Regions from separate parts of the Zea mays genome. Here region 2 is linked to region 1. A link is a contact called in public Hi-C data. All regions are on one chromosome and are shown on one strand. The core of a region is the stretch at or near the end of the contact, and the rest is flanking DNA. Distances in the headings are between cores, read along the strand shown.

Region 1 (7,505 bases), core at 2,635-5,134:
GAGGAGATGATATGGGACCCCACCTGGCGGTGGCAGTAAGGACGCGGGTCCAGGGCTGATCGACCGGACCCACCTGGCCACATGGCGGTGGCTTGTTTGTCCGAGGCGCGCGCGTGCGTGGCTGAGGCACCGAGGACAAGGCCGACGCGGAGTGAGGCGGGCTGACGCCTGGGGCCCATGCGTAAGTGACACTAGAGAAAGAAAAGGGGATGGGAGAAGTGGGTTGGCGTGAACAGGGGTTTAGGGGAGAGGGCTGAGAGAAGGAATATGGTCCACGAGTGCAGTGATGAGGTGAGCCCTTTCTCTTTTTTCTATTTCCTATCCAACTTTAAATTTGAATTCAAATTTGGTTTTGAAATTTAAATTCAGGTTTAATGCAAAGGCAAGAACTCCAGCATGAATGCAAAATATAATTTGGTTGATTGATTTGTTTATTATCCCATTTAAGCAAAGGCTTTTTTTGAGTATGTAACACAAAAATAGAGAATAAAATGATTTCTAGTGTGTAAAATCTTTTAGAGAGTACTTATAAATATTGAAGCATATATTTCAATAGAGGAATAAGCAAACTGATATAGGGATACTTTTATTAAATTTAGCTAGGACTTCAAAAAGCTTTATGATACAGGACTAACTTTAGCTAGTAGTGTTCCTCCGGGTACCTTTTTCTCAGGGTCAGGGAATCACAGTAGAGTGCCTAAAACTCCTGGATGTTTTTTTAAGAAAGCATTTAACATATTGAAGCATGCATATATGCATATGACCCATAATACTTGTCTGTGTCACTCTGTTACGTATATGTGATTCTACTGCGGGGATCCTGTTAAAAATCAGTATGATCCATCACGCCAACTCATTTCTGCGCATACATTTGTTTCACACATGTTTTTCTCTTGCTTTAGGGTCTAAAGTTGGATTGGATGGTAGCAAAAGATGAAGAGGAGGACGAGGCACAGTCGATGTTTTCTTTCAAATCAGCTTGAAATTTGCTTCGCCTGACCTGTATGGGCTGGCACTTTGCTATGGTCCCCCAACCGAAGCGTCTTCTTTCAACTGCATATAGGATGTCAGTTGTTAGCTGTAAGCATAGATGTCGAACACGAACTGCGTGCTGTAAATATGCAAGGCGATGTAAGCGAACTGGCAGAATTTGCTCAGTAGCAACCTTTGCTGGAGGTGATGGAAAGTTTCCTGCTGGTTTTCTTGAACTTTGCCGTGTACGCCTACCAGAATTTCCGTCCTGGAAGGTTCCATATTATTCCAATTCATCCTGCTTCTGTGATGCTTTTAATTCGAGAAGCATAACTTTTTGGGATAATTATGATTATATCCTTCGCTAGACTTGTAATTATTATTTTACCCTCTATTTTTTAACTTCGTGATTTTACGTACCGTTTGTCCCTTATGCCGTTAGTGAAAATCATTAAAAATAAAAATAAAATCAGAATTAGTGATTAAAAAGTTTAAAATATGAAAGGAAGTGGTTGAAAGGTCCGAACTATCCTTCTTATACTAGATACAACCTCAATAGAGGTAAAATCATAATTACATAAATATAATGAGGGATGAAATTATGATAAATTGTATTAGTATTTTTGTGTTTTCACATCAAAAGATACTTTTATGTACGAGTCACGTAACCTTTTTATACCAAATGGAACCTTTTTGAGTTTATCTCAAGTGAGTAGATCTTTTTGATTTTTTTATTTTATTTTTTTGCTTCTATAGCTCAAGGGGGAAAACCAATTTTGGTACCGTAAATTTCTTCTTTTGAGGCGATGATGGCTCGGTCGTTTGTTCAAGATCTTTGGGTGGTGGGGAAGGTGAATAATTGAATGCATGGTGATGCTAGTGGCAGAGATAGTGAGTTAGGTGATGACGGATTGTCAAGAGCTGGCACAATCGATGATGATGGTAGGTTAGAAAGAGACTAGGTAGGTGAAGGTAATGGGTTAGAAAGAGGATCTACAGGTGATGACAGTTGGTTAGCAACAAGATCGGCAAGTAGTGACTGCTGAGTTAGTGACATGGCTTGAGAGGATGGTGGTGGCTCACACAACTAGACATCCCGTCGCGGCCAAAGGATGAAATTCTTGATAGCCTTTCCATGTTTCTCAATCCCCTTAAGATTGAGGTTGTCTAGCATGTCATTCTCGTATCCTTGGATGACTGTCGACACTTCTACTCTGCAGTAGTCTTCTAGAATGTCGCGACCATGGTACTAGCGTCCTAGGATCGATGACTGTCGCCACTTCTACTCTGCAGTATCCTTGGATGACTGTCGACACTTCTACTCTGTAGTAGTCTTCTAGAATGTCGCGACCATAGTACTAGCTAGCGTCCTAGGATCGCAAAGCATGTGGTTACTTCCCTTGTACGAATATTATTAATAACGTATCTTATCACTAGGGAGTACAGCGTAGGCCTACTGATGTCGTCAACTAGATAGCGAACCTTGTTTGTCATAGACGTAACACGACACTGCTTGGAACGGTTGGACACTGCGTGACCAATGGTTGTGTTGCTGGAACTTAGATGCAGTTATCCTTATTTGTTGAACAGATATCGCACTCGTCCATTGCCGCATCAACTCAGGAGAAGGATTAGATAGTATTTAAGACATCGATCATGTCTTTGAAGTCTTTTTAGCATCCTCCTTAAAATAATCCGTCATTGTTTCCTTGTATCGATCGTGTTTTTTTTGTACATACCTTCTTACTACGGTCTAATTAATATACAGCCACACACCGTACGTACGGGCCGGGGCATGCATGTGCATGCGCAAATTAAACGCGGTAGAGATAAAACCCAGATTAATTAATGGCGCTCGATAGAGCGGCGGCGGTAATAGACGAGCGCGACGAGCGAGCTAGCGCGCTGCGCGCGGACGGGCGACGACGCGGACGCGGTGGTGCAGTACGTTGCTGTGCGCGACGCGACGCACGCACGCAAAGCTAATAAGGACGCCGTGCATGCCATGTGCAAAAAAAAAGATGTCAGACGCGACTGGGCAGCGCGCGTACAAAAGCGATCAACGCGTACGTACATAACTGAGCAGTGCAGGGGGTTGATGTCGTCGATCCGCGGCGCTGCGTACACATGCATGAAACCGTACGTGTCCAGTCATCCAGGCACGACTCAGAGATTACACTACGTACTAGCAGACACAGAGACACGAGGCCAGCATGCACGTACCGCGTACGTACCCCCCCCCCCCCCCCCCCTACGTACGTTGCGATCTGCTCCCTCCAATCAAGCACGTACAGGCGCGCGCCGCTCGTGAGTCGTGATCTATCGGTCCCATGCATGCATATATATGCAGACCGCCGCCACAATTGCACGATGCACCACTACCTGCCAGCACTACTGCACTAGCACTGTAGCAGTAGTGTCCTTTTTTATTTTTCGCGTTTTAGTTTAAAATGAACTAGCTATCGACAACAAATATTACATAACACAGGTTAACTGCCTTTGGCAATAAATCGGCGTTATATGCATGCATGCAACACAAGAGCAACCCCAGCTAGCCCTGCGGCGGAACGGAAAGGGACAGGGGGAAAGGGGACATGGCGACGAGCCGATGACGACAGGGTCGATCGGCTAGTATCGTAGCGATGGCGCGCGCGGTCGGCGCCCCGGGCCCTTCCTCTCACCGGCCGCTCCCTGGACCAGCAGTCCTGCCACCACGGCATGCACCGCCACATGGGTCTCTCTGCCACCGCAGATGGATCGCCATCGGGGCCGGGGCGCCGTGGACCACCGCCGGCGGCGCGCGGTCGCCGGATTGGCTGCCGGCGCTGAAGCCTACTACTAGTAGTACTCTCTAGCTCTAGGGGCAGACCGCAGACGAGCAGTAAAAAAGTAAAGGCCTGGAGCCGTGGTCCCTTGTCCCTGGACCCTGGGCGCCGCGCGGTGGGCCCTCTCAATCAGCGCGCCTCACGTGCGCATGCATGGAGGAGGCGGCCGTACCCGTACGAACGGCCGCGAATGGAAGGGAAGGAAACGAGACGATCTCGTGGACGCTTGCACTCACTGCACGGGGTGACTGCAGGCGTGTACTACGACATGTACGGACAATATCGGAGGAGCCCGTACGTACGGGCTGCTTCTCACTGGGACAAATAAAAGCGGCACGTACGTACCGTACGTGCGTGCGTTGGTGGTATATACTACAAAATACGCTACGGGCCCATGATGCGCAAATAATGCGCCATATGATGATGTCACTCTCACTGCTAGGAGATTGACGTTTGAGGAGGAGCGCGTCATGTCCAAATAGACGCGCGCTGCATGTCCAACGTTCAATTCAAATTAAGAAAACAACATGCAGTTGTCCACCTTCCTAGTTACAACGACTCCTTCTATCCTAAAACAAACTTATACTTTTGGAGCGATTCATTATTTTTATATATATATATATATATATATATATATATATATATATAGAGGGCAGGTATAACGGGAGCCCAGAGCTTCGGATATTAAAGGAAGCCCAGGTCGGTTCCCGGTCTGGCCGATGGAACAGGCGCGCCTGTGTTTTAACGTGGGGCTGAGAGGCGGCATGCAGGTTAGACGGCGCCGTGACGCGGTTGTTTGAATGGTAAGGGAATTGCGCGGAATTAAAGGGAATATATGCCACATGCAAACGTGATTACTGGGATACGTGGGCGCGTAAATGGATCTTGCATGGTAAGTAATGTGCAGAAGGTAAAAAAACATGAAGCATAAGATTTTGAAAGATATGGCATAAAACCGAAGCGGCAGAATAGATGCATAAACATTATATACCGATTGGCGTAAAACGTTGTGTCATTGTGCGTAAATTTTATATTATGAATTTTAGTTTGACAAAGACGTCGCCATAATATCGGGACGGTTTCGGAAATAATGGGGAGACCCTTTAAACGTGGATGCAGTTACTTTAATAGTATCCGAGATTTACTTTCATTCGGAAAAAAGACCACTAAGCCTGCATAACTAATCGGAGTTGGAGATGGCCGGCTCTGGAGGGTCGCCGGCGATGGAAGGAGATGACGTTCGTCTTGATCCAGAGACAGAGGGAGGAGTTGGTGGTAACTCATTGGTGACACCACCGCCTGCTCTAATGGGTCCTGAGATCGCCGAGATGAGCATAGGGGAAGAAGGAGAACAAAGGGTTCGACCTCCTATGTCCAATATTAGCTCCAGGGAGATGGATACGCCACAGATACTGCGTTCACATGTAAGTCCAATCGATGCATTTTGATTATTGATTGATTATATTGTTGTGAACATATTCCATGGTACAAACAACAATGACAATGAAATAGCAGGCAAAAACCATTGATCCAACTATAGTGCCAACGGTAGGGATGACTTTCAAGGATGTTGATGATGCATATAAATTCTATAAAAGGTATGCATATGAAGTTGGATTTCCACTGAAGAAATACAGAGAGAAGACATTCAGTAAGTGGATAAATTGTTCACGTGAAGGTAAAAGTGCAGCAAAATCTAATGATACACCTAGGATGAGGAATAGATCATCGGGGCGTACACAATGCAAAGCTGGAATAAAATTAAAAAAAATATATGATGATGAAAACAAAATGGTTGTAGCTACAAAAATTGAACTGGTAAACTTAGAGCATAACCATGAGTTCATAACTGACGAAGCAGAGAAACAACATTTACGTTGCAACAAAATTAGGGATGCTGAGTTCATAAATTTTGTGGATGCAATGCATGATAGCCGAGTGCCGCAGCATTGCATAGTTGATTTCATATCAGAAATGCATGATGGGCCGGAGAACGTACCGGTAACTGCTCAAGATCTGAAAAACATGTAAGCAATACTTTTTGGTTACATGTGTATATATCAATAGCCAGGAATATTACTATAGTAAATGTGTGTGTAACAATTTTATGTGCAAACAAATGTAGGAGGGCAGCCAGGAGAAGAGAAAATTGCTCAAATGATGTAGCCAAACTTTTGGCTTTCTTTAGAGAATGCAAGAAACAGAATCCACAATTTTTTTGTGATTTCCAGCTAGACGATGATGGGAAAATAGTTAGTATTTTTTGGTCACACGCAAGTATGCAGGGAGAATACGCAGATTATGGTGATGTTGTGACATTTGATACAACACACAAGACAAATATATATGATAAACCACTGGGCATGTTTGTTGGAGCTAACAGCCATCTGCAGTGTACAGTGTTTGGATTTGTTTTGTTGGGAGATGAAACTGTACATACTTTTGAATGGGCTTTCAATTCATTCAAAACATGTATGGGATGCGAGGGTCCAAGAGTTATGCTTACAGGTATGTGATATATAAATTTGTTATGCAAAACAGTGAATTAATTTATTGTGAAAATAACTGAATAATCTGTGAACAATTGCAGATCAAGATCCTGCAATGCCAATTGCTCTGAGAACTGTATTTCCAAAAACAGTTCACAGACTGTGCTTATGGCATGTACAGAACAGATTTATGCCATTCCTGAATGAGATATATGCCAGGTTTGCTGTTAAGGATTTTAAAACCACATTCCAGTCTATTATACATCATCCATTAACTCCTCATGAGTTTGAATGTGCCTGGGAAATGATGCTAGAGGAGTTCAATCTTCATGAAGATATGACTCTACGCAAATTATATGAAATAAGAAAAGAATGGATACCTGCATTTTTTAAAAATGACTTCTGTGGGGTAATGGTATCTACACAACGAAGTGAGAGCATGAACAGATTAGTGAAGCAATCACATGTAGATGCGAACACCCCACTGCATGAGTTCGCTAAACAAATGATGAAAATGTTGCACAGCAGGAAAATGAAAGAATCAAAGGAGGCATTGGTGAGCAAGGTATGTCGTGCTTGTTAGCAATAACGGTTTGCATACAATTATGTAAATAATTTGTTTAATTATGATAATAATGTGTTATAGGCACCAAGGACAACAGATACATTGTATAGGTTCGAAGTGAGAGTCTCAAGAGCGTACACAAGAGCTGTTATGAATAGATTCGAGGAATCAATGAAATACGCCACTGCATACAAAATATTAAAGGACCCAGACGGATGTGATAATGAATGGATCGTACAGCATACAAAACGGTCTAACAAAATTGTGTGGGGACAACATCAATTCAAGATAACAGCAGACATAGAAGCTGGGGAGTATACATGCGAGTGCAAACAGTGGGAACATACAGGTTTGTACGTATTATGTTGGTTAGCATAAAAAAATTGCATAATAGATAATTTGATGATTGTAGTACAAATTAATGTATATTTTTGAAATAATGGTTCGTTTTCATGTTTTCAGGTCTATTGTGTGTTCATCTTTTAAGAGCCTTCATGCATCTTCAAGTTGAAAAGATACCTTCAAAGTATATATTGCAAAGGTACACTGTCTCATCAAGAAAAGATGTTCCGTTTGAAAGAATTGATAAGAGCTTTAGGGGGAAGGATGGAGTTACTAAATCATACAGACAGAAAATGTTGTTAACGAAAACAA
Region 2 (7,505 bases), core at 3,542-6,041, 330 kb after region 1:
TGCGCTGCTAAGGCACGCATCGGCGACTATTCTAGAGACGATTCAAAAAATGTCCACAATAATGCTGGCTAGCAGAGCCGATTCGACAAAAAGTGGGGGGGGGGGGGGGGGGATCAATGCTGATCAGTGATCACTAAAGCCAGTATCTCCCTACCAGATCGTCTGAAGCGCGAAAGATGAGAGAACGCAGCGGCTGCTGACAAGTGACGACGACTACTGCCACGAGAAGGGCATCGACGACGAGGTGCCGCCGTCCGAGGAGCCCTCGCCGCCGCCGCTGCCGCCGCCGACGTGGAACATCCCGCCGTAGTTCATGCTCACCTCGCTGTCGTTGGGGCCCAGCACGGCGTTCAGCTGCTGCTCGCCCTCCACCTGCACGGCGGGGCAGGATGAGACGAAGGAGCCGCCCGTGGAAGCCTGGGGGCGCGGGAACCACGACGCGCTGCCGAACTGCAGGCCCGAGACCACGAGCTGCTGGGCCATGGGGACGTGTTCAGTCGGGCGGACCATCCTGCTGACGTCGATGCCGGAGTAGTTGGCCGGCGCTGACAGAAGAGAGAGAGCACAGTCCGAGTCGAGCACGCGAGTCAGCCCCTGATCGGAGAACATCTTCCCGCCGCCGGCGCTGCTGCTCTCGGGTGGTGGTGCTCCCGACTTGAGGAGCGGCTGGCACGCTGGAGCCGCCGCCGGCGGCTCCAACACCACGCCGGTGGCGAAGCTTATCTCGCCCTCCTGCAGGAAAGGGAAGCGCGGGCCTTCTTTGGCGTAGGCAGACGTGGCGGCTCCCACGAAATGCTGCTGCCTGCTGCTGCTGCTGGAGCCCAGATGGATTTGGTGAGTGATGCGATATGGACTCTCCTCGGTTTTCATCACCCCCGGCCAGCTCGCCTCCAGTCTTGGAGGCGCAAATGGTGAGAATCGTGTGCCTGATCAATTGGGAAGAAATGTCGATTAGGGGACATAACTGATAAATTGATTCTGTGCCCCGTTTCATTCAATGTGAATCAGAATTTTCTTGCAGTTCTACATGCCAATTCTGCTGGTAACTGTGGCGAAAGTTTCGGACTCATAATATGGACGGCGGCTGTCGATTAATTTGCAGTTATGTAAGCACCACAAGTGGTGAAGCATACTAGTATAATTTGTAGTAGAACACATCTTAAAGGCAAAGAAACATAGTATATCACACTACTAATCTTTTGTTGGGGCTGTGAGGACCTTCTTATGAACCGAATTTGAGTTCTGAAACATGCTGAAATGCTACGCAAGATCTACAACAATGTAGATGTATTTGAACCAAGTACAGACCGGGGGGAAAAACCCAGAGCAGAATTGGTGAGTGTACGAAAATGACCTTGCTGGCTTGTGATAGAGCTAGCAGAAGCCATGGTGTCTGGCTGTGGCTTCCTGCGGCGGCGATTATGGCCGTCCAGACGCTTTCTGCAGCTGCGCTTGTCGGCGTCGAACTCCGCAAGTAAATGGAATCTAAATAACAAACAAAAACTCTTGATCAGACAAACCTTATAGGACTTCCTACCTCACGTGTATTCGATGGGATTGAAAAATTTAAAAGATTTTGACTTGGTATGGATTTAAACCCATCGAAATGAACAAGCCCATGGTTATTATTTCTTAGCAGTGTTTTGCACATTTGGTGGCAGTAGGTGTAGTGTGCCACTCTCACAGTCATATGGCCATGAACCAATGAATTATGGCCACAGGATTCTTTGAATTTGGATAATTCTGAACAAATAAGATACTGTACTCAGTTTTTTTTCTCCAATGGGGAGAAGAATAGATGGTCCTAGGTAGGTGGGCACATGATCCAGTGGTCGTATACTAAGATGCTCCTCACTGAAGAAACAGCAACATAATTATTGTCAGAATATTTAATGTACTGTGGCGCACACACATATATATGCTTGTTATAGTTAATACACAGCACGCCGGGGACCAATGTTCCCTGTCGACGATGAATCCGTACCGTACGTCCATCAGCGCTTAGAGACAGGAAAATACTGTGAGACCTGTCAAACCTTGGACCACACGATGGTATACTGTACAGCAGTTTCGTTCTCCATACGGATAAAGAAAGCTACGAAGTCTGCAATTTGCACCAAAAGACAAAGTGATCAATGATTGAGAGTTGTCCGCACACCGAGCAAGGTATTCCCGCGTAAACAGAACATGTCACCAGAGTCCAGAGCATTAGGATCGCTCCAGGAATGGTCTTATACCTACGTCCACGACAGAGCGGCGGGAGTACATAGCAATCAATACCCACCGGCTGTCTTATACCTACGTCCACGACAAAAAATAATAATAATTCCATCGCGAATAAACCGGGTATAGATTTACCCCTATATCTATACTCATATACTCATGTGGGTATGTATAGATTACTCGTACCTACAAATATTAAACATCTATCAAAATAATACATTATACAAACGTCAATGATATCAATCTAAATACTATTACAAAATTTCGAACGTCATTCAATCATCTATCCAACAACACCATGGATAATTAGATAAAGTAGCAACACTAGGATAGTACCACATAACACATTGCATGTTCCATTGTGTGGTCATCAAAATAGTCATTAAACCTTCTATGACATTATCACAAAAAAGTCAGTAAAATAGTCAAAATATATGGATGGCCGAAGCACAATAACATGTATGAATGAGGGCGAAACGTTTTATATCCCTTAGGTGAATATTTTTACCTAATAAAAAACTAATGGATAAAATATTTAGTCCATATAAATAACATCGGGTCGGGTATCGAGCCACAGGACCGTCTGCTGTCGATGAGCAAGACAAAACTGGGTATCGAGCCGCGGGACCGTCTGCAGTTGATGAGCAAGACAAAACTGGGCGCCAACACAGCGCTAGCTGTACTGTAAACTTTAAGGTCGCCAACGGTTAATGGCTACTCCACTACCCTGAGACCGAAAAAGAAATGGATGGATCGTCGTTCAGGGTAGGGATGAAATGAAAGCAGGTGTTCAGTGAACAGATGAATGCTTGTGGTGATCTCTGGAAGCTGCGTATGGATGTTCAGAGAGGTGGATGGATTTTTCGGCGATGGTTAATGAAGCCTCATGATGGTCGTAGCAGCGACCAGTTGAACACCATGTTGAGTTGCCATTGCTAGCAGCTCACAAGTAGTAACACCGTGTGTTGAGTTGCCATTGCTAGCTTAGTAGTAGATAGTAACGACGCAGATGAAAACACACAGGGACACTTCAACGTAAGACCGTAAGAAATACTCCCCAGACAATGCTTTACGTGTGTACAGGGCTACTGTAGGATACTAGCTACATCTAGATCCACGATGCAACTATCATCTTTCAGTGGGTACTGCTACGAACATTCTGCAGAGATAAGATACGACTAGCGCTACGCCGCCTTTACCTTTCATACGTACTACAGAATACGCACACAGTACGCAGGTAGTACAGACAGACAGCTGCTTTAGCAGATGTGGTAGCCAAAGCTGGGGAGTACACCCCTGTCTCGCTCAACGCGGCACGCCAAACCGTGGCGGCGGTGGCGAGCTGTGGCCGGGAAGCAATCAGCGCCGACGCCGAGGAAGAAAAAATGGCACTGGCAGAGTAGGGGCCGGGGGACATCCCGTCGCCGAAGGCCGTGAAAGAAAGAATCCGCTCGCGGAAAAGCAAGGGCAGGAGCTCACGTGTCCGTGGATCCGCCCCGTCTCCAGAGCCCAGACTTTGGCAATGGCAGCAGATGTTTAATTCGCATCAGGGCGTCAGAGAGAAGAGTGAAGGAAACGCTGCTGAGCAGTTTGCTGTGTGGGGACTGCAGGAGCAGCGACCGCAGGGAACGGAAAAGCGTAACAGCGCTACAGGAGCAAACGAAACGAAACGAACCAAATGAAGGTTTTTTTCCTTTCTTTCTTTGTTTTTCAGAAAAAAAAAAACACCAAATGAGAGAAAAAGGCAAGCCGGAAAAGGTAAAGTCGTGCATCCTTGAAACGAGACAGGGACGAGCTACACCTGCCCGGCTGCCCCCCATGGGAAAAGAAGGCGAACAAACAAGGGCTATTACCTGCTGCACTGCTGGCAGAAGCGCATCTCGCGGCCGGCCACGACGACGACGGGGGTCTTGGAGTGCGCCTCGCACACCTTGTGCCGCCGGTGGTAGTCGCGGCACTTGCTCAGGTCCGCTCTGCACCCATCCACCGCGCACGACGGGCACTGCTGCTGCTGCTGCCCGGCGGGGCGCGGCCGCTTCGTCGCCCCCGCCGCGGCCTCCCTCTCCCTGCAGGCCGTCGCCGCGCCCGCGCCGAGCTCGCACTCGCCCATCCCGCCCAGCTTCAAGTCCACAGAGCACTCGGCGGGTGCCCCTGCTCCGGGCGGGCGGCTCTCCGTCCCCGTCCCCGTGCCCGTGCCCGCCGCGGCAGTATCGGTGGCGTGGCCCTCGGACGGCCCCGCTGCTGCCGTGGCGGCCGCGTGGTCCTGCTCCAGCTCCGCGAGGTCCCACGCGCCCACCGCCTTGAGATCCCAATCCATGCCCGACGTACGCCGCACGCGCGCGCGCGCCGACGTTGCAACCGCTAGTCCTAGTCCTTGCACTCGCGCGCCCGCTGCAGCTTCCGTTCCTTCCCTCTCATTCAGCGGGCGTTTCTCTGTCGACACTACAGGCGACGAGGAGGTGGCACAGCAACAGTGAGAGCTGCAGCTGCGGCGGGCGGCTGGATCGATGGACACGAGAGGTGTGAGGTGCGATGCAGCTGCTGCCTGCTGCTTCGGAGGAGGAGGAATGGAAGGTGCGGGCGGTGTATAGATAGATAGCAAGGCAGCAGCAGGCAACAAAGCCCCTGTTTGTTTCAGCTTTTTTGAGCTTCTGGCCACCAAAAGCTGTTGTGGACTGCCAAACGCTCAGCTTTTCAGTCAGCTTCTATAAAATTCGTTTGAGTAAAAATCATTCAAAATCAACATAAACACATAATCGGTTGAGTCGTTGCAATAGTAGGAATCCGTCACTTTCTATATCCTGAGTCCTATGGACACCTTTATCTTCCTCCGCACGTAATCCTAATGATACACAGATTCTCTACACAGCCAGATTCTTCCTACAGCCAGATTCTCAGAAAAGCTGGTCAGAAAAAAGCTGAACCAAACAGGCCCAAAGATTTGCAGCAACAGAAGCGATGCCCAAGAGGCCCGGAACTGGGGGTGGAGTGGGAGCAGTCAGTACTTTGCAGACACAGACAGTTGCGACTGTAGCAAGGGAGGCAGGACGGAAACAGTGATAAATATTAAAAGTATTTTTATTTTTATATTTTTTAAAAAAATGAAATTGGAAACGGTAACTCAAGAAGTGGAAATGATATCAGTAATTCGTGGACATCAAAAACAAAACTTTGGTATAAAAATAAACGTATGGAATCTAAAATACAATTGGTAAAAATATAATATTCACCTTCAATTGACTTCAAAAATTCATACAAGTTGTATATGCACATAAAAATTAGTAATAATATATAGGTATTCAAAAAATCATGAAGGATTAAAGCATGCCTCACAAAACCATTAAAGCAATATCTCACAAATACAAGTGACAAATTGTCCCCCTAGTTCTTCTTAGTTCTCAAGTTCTCGTGCAAATTATGAATATATGTATCAACAGTAATAATTGGTAAGAAACTATAAATAAGATCAAAAAAAGGTTTCAAACAACTCTAAGGTATATTATATACTATTAGACTATAGATCTTGATTTTAGGAAAAATTATAAAATTAGTTTTATATTTTTTTCTACATTAAGATAGATTTATTATGAATTTATAAAGATTAGTTCAGATTTAAAATTTTCTGAAAAATAATGAACTTATTATCGACAGTAAAATACCGAATAAATACGGTAATTTCCGAAAAAAGTTAGAAAAGACGCAAATAGTTTTTGTTTCCAATTTTTTTTTACAGATTTCGTTTTTGTTTTCACTAGTACAATTTGGCTCAATACAAGCGGTAGTCTTTTTACATCACATGCGGTTCGGTTAGAAAACCGCCTGGGATGTCTCAGGCTATTCGGACCGCCTATGATGTATTAGTATCACAAGCGGTTTTTGTATCGGACCGCTTGTGGTTCTCTATTCTTTTCACAAACGGACCGTAATGAAAAACCGCCTGTGATTGTGATTTGATTACCATATTAATATTTTAATTTTTAACGGAAATATGAAAATACAATTTAAATGAATTAATATTTTAATTTTTAACAGAAATATGCAAATACAATTTAAATGAATTAATATTTAATTTTTAACAAAAATATGCAAATACAAATTAAATGAATTAATATTTAATTTTTAACAGAAATATGCAAATACAATTTAAATGAATTTTAATAGCACACATAGATAACTAGAGAGATTTTAAATTAATTGGCAACCACAATGCATAGTCGATCATACATGCTAACAAATACAATTTGATTCATACATTTTTTCATGAACTACCATTTTTCCGCATGTATGGCTTTAAGTTCTTATCAATTTTCTTTTCCACACGCTTGATTCTCTCTGGACCGTTAAAGACGAACATCTCTTCATACTTATTGTATCATCTCCGTCTCCCACATTCTCAACTCCAACAATTTTTTGCTTTCCAGAAATAACTACATGCATCTTCTCATCTGCTGGATCGAGTACATAGAACACTTGTGCAACACATTCGGCGAGAACCCATGAGTCATCTTTATATCCTACTTTATTTAAGTCTACCAGTGTGAGTCCGTAGTTATCCACTATCACCCCCACGGGATGTTGTACCCATTGGCACTTAAATAAGGGTATTTTCATGCTTGGGCCATAATCAAGTTCCCATATTTCCTCTATGAATCCAAAATATGTGGTCTTCTATCCATGTAGGTCAAAAGCATCGATACGAACACCGCTATTTTGTGCAACACTTTTCATGTCTTTTGATTTAGTGTAGAATGTGTACCCATTGATGTCATATGCTTGCCATGATGTCACAAAACACGATGGCCCAGAAGCCAAATTCTTCATTGTTTTCTCTTCCATAGAGTCTTCGAATGGGATGTTTTTGTCCATTAACCATTCGCTGAAACGATGTTTGTGCTCCCTCATGATCCAGTTCTCTGTGCGGTTCTGATTTTCTTTACGAAGCTCATCCAGGTGTTCCTCTATGTAAGGCTCGGCTATCGTGAGATGTTGTAGTACACTACCATGAGCACAATGTACTAGCTTGTAATCCTCAACGCGAAAAGTTTTCCTGCCCATTCTCCCTCTCCCACATAGTTTACCCTCATGTTTAGGTACAGGCACACCTATCATTGTTCCGTCACTGATGTAATCTATACAGCTCTCAATCACTTCTTCTGTAGTGTATCCCTCCATGATTGAACCCTCTGGGTGAGCGCAATTTCGCACATAACCTTTTAATACTCTCAGGTATCGCTCCAACTGAAACATATGATGTAAATATAGTGGCCCTAATATTTTTATCT

Evidence for each region. Hi-C and Micro-C count contacts between places; a contact is called where the count stands out from the background.
Region 2: a contact with region 1 is called in a Hi-C map of leaf, with 2.1 times the contacts expected there. The contact joins the promoter of not1 here to the enhancer-like site in region 1. A contact is called at or near these places in 3 of 25 Hi-C or Micro-C datasets (leaf and tassel).

The regions. Positions count from the first base shown.
Region 1 is chr4:46,594,582-46,602,086 of Zm-B73-REFERENCE-NAM-5.0, forward strand. LOC100382753 reads left to right here. Exons shown (of 9, transcript NM_001175468.1): 9 at 903-1,350. The coding sequence ends at 983. Among protein-coding and RNA genes, the nearest start is that of LOC103653211, 4.0 kb to the right of the region's middle. Within about 2 kb of position 3,885, at least 17 of the 20 cell types and tissues checked have an H3K27ac peak or open chromatin away from gene starts, as enhancers often do. A contact at or near this core is called in leaf and tassel, where this site is marked.
Region 2 is chr4:46,923,468-46,930,972 of Zm-B73-REFERENCE-NAM-5.0, forward strand. It overlaps not1 (neighbor of tga1), which reads right to left and starts at 4,792. Exons shown (of 3, transcript NM_001362260.1): 1 at 4,077-4,792; 2 at 1,355-1,485; 3 at 1-926. The coding sequence starts at 4,540. The coding sequence ends at 214. LOC100286299 (MTA/SAH nucleosidase) reads left to right here. Exons shown (of 8, transcript NM_001159186.1): 8 at 1-44.